2 separate regions of the Hordeum vulgare genome follow, and region 2 is linked to region 1. Evidence: chromatin contacts called from public Hi-C data. All regions are on one chromosome and are shown on one strand. The core of a region is the stretch at or near the end of the contact, and the rest is flanking DNA. Distances in the headings are between cores, read along the strand shown. Region 1 holds the start of LOC123398225 (sugar transport protein 7). Region 2 holds the start of LOC123398234 (ATP-dependent 6-phosphofructokinase 5, chloroplastic-like).

What was found. Hi-C and Micro-C count contacts between places; a contact is called where the count stands out from the background.
Region 2: a Hi-C map of leaf shows a contact between it and region 1, with 5 times the contacts expected there. The contact joins the promoter of LOC123398234 here to the promoter of LOC123398225 in region 1. A contact is called at or near these places in 4 of 6 Hi-C or Micro-C datasets (leaf and seedling) and 1 of 1 datasets of contacts at active chromatin or transcription factors (embryo).

What each region holds. Positions count from the first base shown.
Region 1 is chr5H:447,037,243-447,041,027 of MorexV3_pseudomolecules_assembly, reverse strand. LOC123398225 (sugar transport protein 7) reads left to right here and starts at 1,968. Exons shown (of 4, transcript XM_045092721.1): 1 at 1,968-2,391. The coding sequence starts at 2,247.
Region 2 is chr5H:447,176,845-447,180,629 of MorexV3_pseudomolecules_assembly, reverse strand. LOC123398234 (ATP-dependent 6-phosphofructokinase 5, chloroplastic-like) reads right to left here and starts at 1,649. Exons shown (of 14, transcript XM_045092728.1): 1 at 1,433-1,649; 2 at 218-551; 3 at 31-130. The coding sequence starts at 528.

The sequences.
Region 1 (3,785 bases), core at 719-3,218:
TTCTTCTCTGTCTCCGACGAGTTCGAAGGCAGGCCAGTTGCGACGCGGGCGGCACACCTTGCCAAGATCTGGTCCTTAACCTAGAAGTGGCACTTTGGCGTCAGCATAACGTAGGTCGTCTTCTTCTGCTAGGCCATGGCGAAGCCGGACGGTGTGGGACGAATGGCGAAGCGAGACATGGGTGGATGGGCTCGAGCTGACGGCGCGGAGAACGGGACGTGGATGTGGGTAGGGTTGCGAGACGACTTTCGGCTTAAATAGCCGTATTTGGCCTCGAGCGGCGAGGCAAGGCAACAACATGTGACGTTTACACCCCCACCGTAGGATTCCTCGTGGGACCCCATCATCAGATTGATGTGACATACGCGTCCGAATGCGTCTATTTTCATCCCATATTTAGATTGAATATGAAAGATGACGGTCAATCCAAACGTTTAAGACCCATTTGAGAAGCTCATCTCAATCGCCTCTTTGTCATCAATGAACGGGCGTCCTAGTAGGGTTCGGGGTTCCGGCTGTAGATGTTGTAAACCAAGCAACCAATCAACCGGTGAAAATTCATACTCCCTCCATCCACATATATAGGGCCTAATGCATTTTTCGAGATTGCCTTTGACTATTGATAAGATTAATAATATATGAAATGTATAATGTGAAAATTATATCGTTGAAAACTCCTTTCATATACGAATTTGAAGACATGCTTTGTGTAACTTGCATGTCATATATTATTGCTCTAACAAATGATCAAAATTAGCTTCGAAAAACACATTAGGCCCTATATATATATATATATATATATATGAATAGAGGGAGTATGAGGTTTGGGATCACGGTCAATCTAAACGTTTAAGAACCCTTTGAGAAGCTCATCTCAATCGTCTTTTTGTCATCAATGAACGGGCGTCCTAGTAGGGTTCGGGGTGCCGGCTGCAAATGCTCTAAACAAAGCAACCAATCAACCGGTGGAAATTCATATGAGGTTTGGGACAGAGAAGTGCGGAGGAGACGGGTCAACGGCCAAGAGGCTTAACTGTTGCTTCAGCGTATGACATAGCTTTTGTGCATTTGCCCATGCTTTTCCCCTCTCCCATCAATTTTCCAGTGAGCGTTGTCCATGTTTTGCGTGTGAAACTGCCAAGCACCCGTCATCGTCATCGTCATCAGACAGTAAATCCATCAGCGCTACGTATGCAACACGCAGAGCTAACAAAAGGCGAAATGGAGATCGTCTGCCTGCCTCGAATCGTCGAAATGGAAGGCGCGCATGCGGCCGAAAGCTGGCTGGCCCGCGCCGTTACACGCATCGCTCGTCCAAGGGTTGCATGGTCTGCCCGCGCACTACAGGCAAGGGAGAACAAAAAGGTTCAGGCCAGTCAGTATTTGTATTTCATGGCCGGAGTGGAGTACGTACGTGCGTGATTGGTTATACTGCGTACGTAGGAGTATGTGCGTATACGAATGGTAGTACACTGAACAAAACCTATGGTCCACACGCTACAGCTTGCACCCTGCGCAGCGCACGTATGCACCGCGGCCGCACGCTGACACGCATGGATTTGACTCGGGCAAGCCCAAGCCATCCCGAAACGTGGCATCACTGGCAAAACTCCACGACTGCCAGCCCGATCGCCGCTGTACACGTACTGCAGTGAGCAACCAACCAACTGTAAATTTTATACAAGAAGCGATTTAATTTGCCGAGAGATCACTCCAAGTCAACAAATTACCCACTTGGCTGGGTGTATATCTTACCAATTTATTATGCAGTTGGAGCCCCGGGTAGATTTTATCTGGGGCTCGTCTACGGGTGGAGGCACACACAGTGACATGTGTATCTATCTGCCTGCAGACGTCGGCCGCCGAGCTGCACCCGGGTGACTGACAGCGGGCCCGCACCGCAGCCCCCCGCCCTCAGGATAGGGGTCAACGTCAACGCCCGGGGCTGCTTATCGTCTCCAACGCACGCACAGCATGCTCCGGCCTTAACATCCTGCAAGAAATCGCCGCCAGCCCGCTCCCTCACTAATCATAGTCATAGAGCCTCACATCCCGGACAAGGAGAGGAGAGGGGAGCAAGGCCAAGGCCAAGGGCATACAGATACACGGGGGGAGAGAGACATCTCACATCTATATATGGCCGTGGAGTCGTAGTTGGTTGAAGCATTGCTTCTTCGTGCCGAGCTCTCCTCCTCCCCCTTGCCTCGGCCTCGGCCTCGGCCCTTGCTCGAGCTCTCGGAGGGAGGATGGCGGGCGGCGGGGTGGCCGCGCTGGGCGTGAAGAAGGAGAGGGCGGCCGAGTACAAGGGGCGCATGACGCTGGCCGTCGCCATGGCCTGCCTCGTCGCCGCCGTCGGGGGCTCCATCTTCGGCTACGACATCGGGATCTCCGGTAACTCCTGCTCACACTCCCCCACACCTACCCCAGCACTCATTCCTTCCACCCACCATCTTGTCTTCTTCTTCTCCTTCTTCATCTCCTCTCGTCGGTGCTCTGCTGGCGCGCGTGCGTGCATGCCACCATGTTTGTGCGATTGCGTCTCCGTGTGCGTGGTGTGGCTGCTTCTCAGCCATGGACCACGGGAAGAAGAGCTTGTCCTGCTCCATGAACATCACATCATGTTATCCGTACGCTTCTTCTAGCCGGACCCGTCCTAGCCGTGGCCGTGGCCCCTCCTTGATTTGGAGCTAGTGCCGGCCCGGCGGTGCGCCAGCCGTTCCGTCGCCGTCGGTCCCTCGCCCTAGGTCGCTAGCAGATCGTGGCATGTCTGCCTGCCCCCCACCACACCTTGCCACGCCGGCATCACACATGGGCATGGAAACGAACACAGCTCCCATGTCAAAACCAAGCAGTAGGACCGGCGACTGCAGGACGGATTCAGACACTCAGCGGTGCATCAAACGAACACGACGGTTCATCTTTTTCCCATCTCCGACTCCGACGCGACGAGGCCAGTCAATCATTCATCCAATCATCCGCGTCAGTGGGCGGTGGGCGGATGGGCCGACCCGATCATCGTGTGCGGGGGTGGTGAACTTGGCTTTAGAACGACTGAAATGCAGTGGAGAAGCCGACACGCGACGAGAGGCCGCAAGTTTCAGAGTCGTGTTCGGCGCTCGGCCAAGCTTATCGGCTTTCAATTCAGGCTGTTGAGTGATATCACCACCGTGCGGCTGTCTGTTTCCGCTTGGCGTTTCTCCTGGATGGATAGATCAATGCGGCGGGGTATCGTCATCTACAAGTTTTTGCGTGCTCATGAACGAGGGTTTGACCTGCAACCCGGGATAAGACGTCATTTTCTTAGCAGAAGAAAGAGGAGGAGGGGGGGATGACAACAGGGGTCCCAGTTGTCAGCTGAAAGCCTTGCAGAAATAACTGGGATGGGATTCATTACACAATGAGACTGGCGTCACGACTCCGGAGAAGACATGTATCTTAAATCGTACTAGAAAATAGATAGGAAGAAAAAAAGATGTCATTTGGTTCACATCATAGGAATTTTTTCACTGAGTCCATGCTAATATTTATTTTCCTTTGAAAGATTGGAACCAATACTATGTAGGAATATGAATTCATTTCTATGAACGAAATTACTCCAAAGAAAAAAATCCTATACTATGGAATTCATATGAAATTCCTCTAAAGCAAAAGAGGTCTGAATTGTTTGGTGCAACTTGTGGGGCCGAATTTCACAATTAACATGTTTCAAGTCAAAATTTTAAATTAGCCTAAAAATAGTTAAAAAACAACAGTTTTGGTAGTGTTATCGGGCCCAATTCACAACT
Region 2 (3,785 bases), core at 400-2,899, 140 kb before region 1:
AATTAGTCATCATATGTTCTCATTACTGACCTTCAGAAGTGCTCGATCATCCTTATTTACGTAGCCATTCCACTTGTCAGGTGATGAAACATCGCTAGCGCCCAGGGGAGCTCTGTCAGTAACACATGTTCTTTGTACAATAAGAGAGATAGATACAGCTTTATGTTTTCAGAATACATAACAAACCAGTTATAGATGAAGCGGATGAGGAAGGAACCTGTTTTTCTTCAGAGAAAATGTTGTGAGCCTTGGCTCTAAATCAAATATATCTGTAATATGTGGCAAACTAAAACGCCTATCCCAGTCTTCCTGATACTTTTGCTTCCAAGAAGGATCACCGAAATCCAAGTCTAACTTCCCGGAAATAGCTCTGGCATGCAGTGCAGCAGAGCCCTTTCTGCTCTTCCTCTCATTTAAGTGAGTGAAACCATACTGACACTGATCCCTGGTTGGATGCCCCCACAGTTGTTGTGCAGTACAAGCACTCGTGCTTGCTTTGAAAGCAACGGCCATCCCAGATAAGGGCATGAAAATAACAGTGGACCCCTAATCTGCAGTAGAAATTTATGTATGCTGAATAATTCATCCCTCATGAAGCAAAAGTAAAAAAAAAGGAGAGCTAAAAATAACCTGAAGAATGAAGTGGAATCGAAATATTGAGACAATTCCATAGAAAAATAATCACAGATCCATAAAATCATTTAAAAGTGAATTCAACATTACAGGGCCAGTTCCAAGTTCCAACTCTAGGAAGCAGCAAACTCTAGTCAACCAGCTCACAGAGACTGAACCAGAAAAACCTACAAAGCACATCATAAAAGCCGCCTGCTCATGATCATCTACTCCAACAATACAGGCAGTCAAGCACGGCGCATTAAAACCGAACCAGGCAGCAGCAAGAAGGTAAGCATTTCTCACGATGCCCTCCCCCACAACAAATTAATTTACACGGACATCAACACGCAAATTTCCAACCAACTACGCACGTGCCTTTGCAGCTCACAACCCACACATGCGACGAAGGTACATTGAGTCAGATTCTACGGTACCGCCGAACACCATCAAAAGTTCAAAACACCTATGAACAGTTTGAACACCACAAATGAGACAGCATCCTAAGATATCACACCCGCTCTGCGCGCATTACGCGCTCGGAAACAGCGAAGCACGAATCAAATCGGATAGATTCCCGATGGCCAAACCAAAACGGCCTTCCAATCGAGACTCCGAGCTCCCCCTTCAAACTCCGGTGCCTTCCCAAACATTTCTAGCCGGCCGAGCCATCCAGCGCACACGCCGCCGATGGCGGGGCCAAATGGCCCCCCGTCGATGGCAAAATGAGACCGCCGCGATCGTCTCCTCACGAGCGGAGCTGGGGATCCACCGGGTGGAGGCGCGCGGGGTGGGGATTTGGAGATGAGCGGCGGCTTACCTGTGGCCACGGATTGCGACGGCGAGATGAATCGGGGGGTCGCGGTGTTGCTCAGGCGCCTCTCCTCCGGCCTCCGGGGGGTTGGACTTTTCGAGCCGCTCCACGCTTCACCGATGGATTGATTCGGGCGCGGCGCGGCGGAGAATCGGAGGGGAGCGGGCGGCGGGGGAGGAGGCCGGTCTGCCAGGTGGCGAAGAGGTGCCTCGGTGGGCTTGGTGTATTGACCGGTACACGGGTTCGGGCACTGGATTGGGGGCGTTTCTCTCGGGGACTGGTCCACGAGACATTTTTCGAGTGGCACCAGCCGTTCGATCAGCACGTCGCAAAAATGGTCAGTATTTCTCGGCCAGCACAAGTTCACTTGGATAATACCTAAGGTTGCATGCGGGGTGCGATCCAAGCCGCCCCGCATAACGGGCCTGCAAAATGCCACCGGGCTGACCGTGTCGTCTATAGCGGGCTTACTAGTAACCATGCACGTGCCGATCAAAGCATCTTATAAAATTTGTGTGGGTATTAAATTCTGTTTTCATATATCAAAGCATCTTATAAAATTTGTGTGGGTATTAAATTCTGTTTTCATATTAAGATTAAATAACATCCATACAACACATGAAAAATACTAATAAATCCATGTAATAGCAACATCTATGATGATCATATAGAGATTTTGAATAATAAAAATGAATGATAAAAAGTGCATGCATGAAGCATACATTGCTATACGATATTGGACCAAGTAAACATGGTTGCAATATTTAATATTGGCACATAGCGTTGGCCTTGTTTCAAAGGAATTGAGCCGGTCATATTCCTGATTAGGAACATTTGGCTTCAGTCCTTCAACTCTTCATCCCTAACCATTTTCTTTTGTAAATAATTTGCAAAAGAAAGACTGAATTAGGTTGATAAAATCAAACCCCATAGTAAAACGGAACACCAGAACAATAAAATGTGTCATCTAAAGATAAATGCTTACAAAAGAGTGAATAAATCAAAAATCAATTTTGATTTCTATATCACTAAATCAGATATAAACCAGATGGATCTCAGATATAATACAAAGGAGAACTGCTTCACATAGTAGGTTGAAGATTTTAAGAAAAAAATAACAAACTATTTTTTAACAGGTGTGTTTCCAAACCAAATGATTTATATTGCGATTAAACTTGCCATAAGCATCCTTGGTTGAGTTGCTACCACAAAATATATTATGAACACATGATGTTCTCAATTATGTATCCCATCCTCGTGTTGATGCCACAAAAAGGAAATTACTTGCAAAACAGCATTGGTTCAGTTCATGCAGCAATAGGACATCCACAACCCTTTATGTTTGCAAAGATCCTATTTCATTGGCCCCTCCTCCTATGTCAAGCTCTCCCAATTCAATCTCTCTAGCAATTTCAGTTGCCTGGTTTTCTAGCAGCTCATCATTGCGTTTGGGAGATGCACTAACTGTATTTACTATAAAATCGGCATGCTAAAAAAATGGACCTCATGTACCTCCCTTGAAGAAGCAACAAGAGCTAATTGGAGTTGATGGGCTAGACAATGAATATAGTATGCATATCGGAACTCTTTGAGAATTAGAGTTTTTAGCCCATTCCACTCTCCCCTCGTATTGCTAGCCCCGTCGTATACTTGGCCTCTAATATCTTTCACATCCAACCCATTATCAACTAGGATGGCAATAATTGTGTTCTTGAGAGTCAAAGCACTAGTGTCTCTAACATGAATAAGATCAAGAAAATGTTCTCTTATCACCCCTTCTATGTTTGCAAATCGAAGAACTACAACCTCTAAAGGGACATGCTTGGAACATTAACCACCTAATGCAATCAACATAGAATAATTATTAGACACCAAGTATTCAAAAATTATAAATGTTTCGAATTAAATCATTCTTGCTTACCTCATGGCATCAATGGAAGTCTTTAGCCTTAGTCTTGCATTAAGAACCATCTTCTTAGTTTGCTTTCTAATAACCGCATCAACATGATTTATTTTATTTTTCAGTTTTTCATAACACTGAACTGCAAAATTGTGAGTTGACTTGGGATTACTACCCATACGTGTGAGGAAAGCACATTATTTTCCATTGTTAACCTTTTTCCACTTATCAAATCCTTTGACTATGAAAGTGTCTGAACCACACTTTCCAAATTGGCTTCTTCAAAAACAGAAAACAAGGCAAGCGGTAGGCACAGTTTTTTAGAGTAGAATATTCCAACCAGAAATGGTTTGTGAACCAATCACTTTGAAATTGACGATGGACAGCCCCTGTCCCATTAAATTTATACTCATGTGGTTGTAAGATTGGTTGATAAGCCCCCTTGGATGTATAAAAATG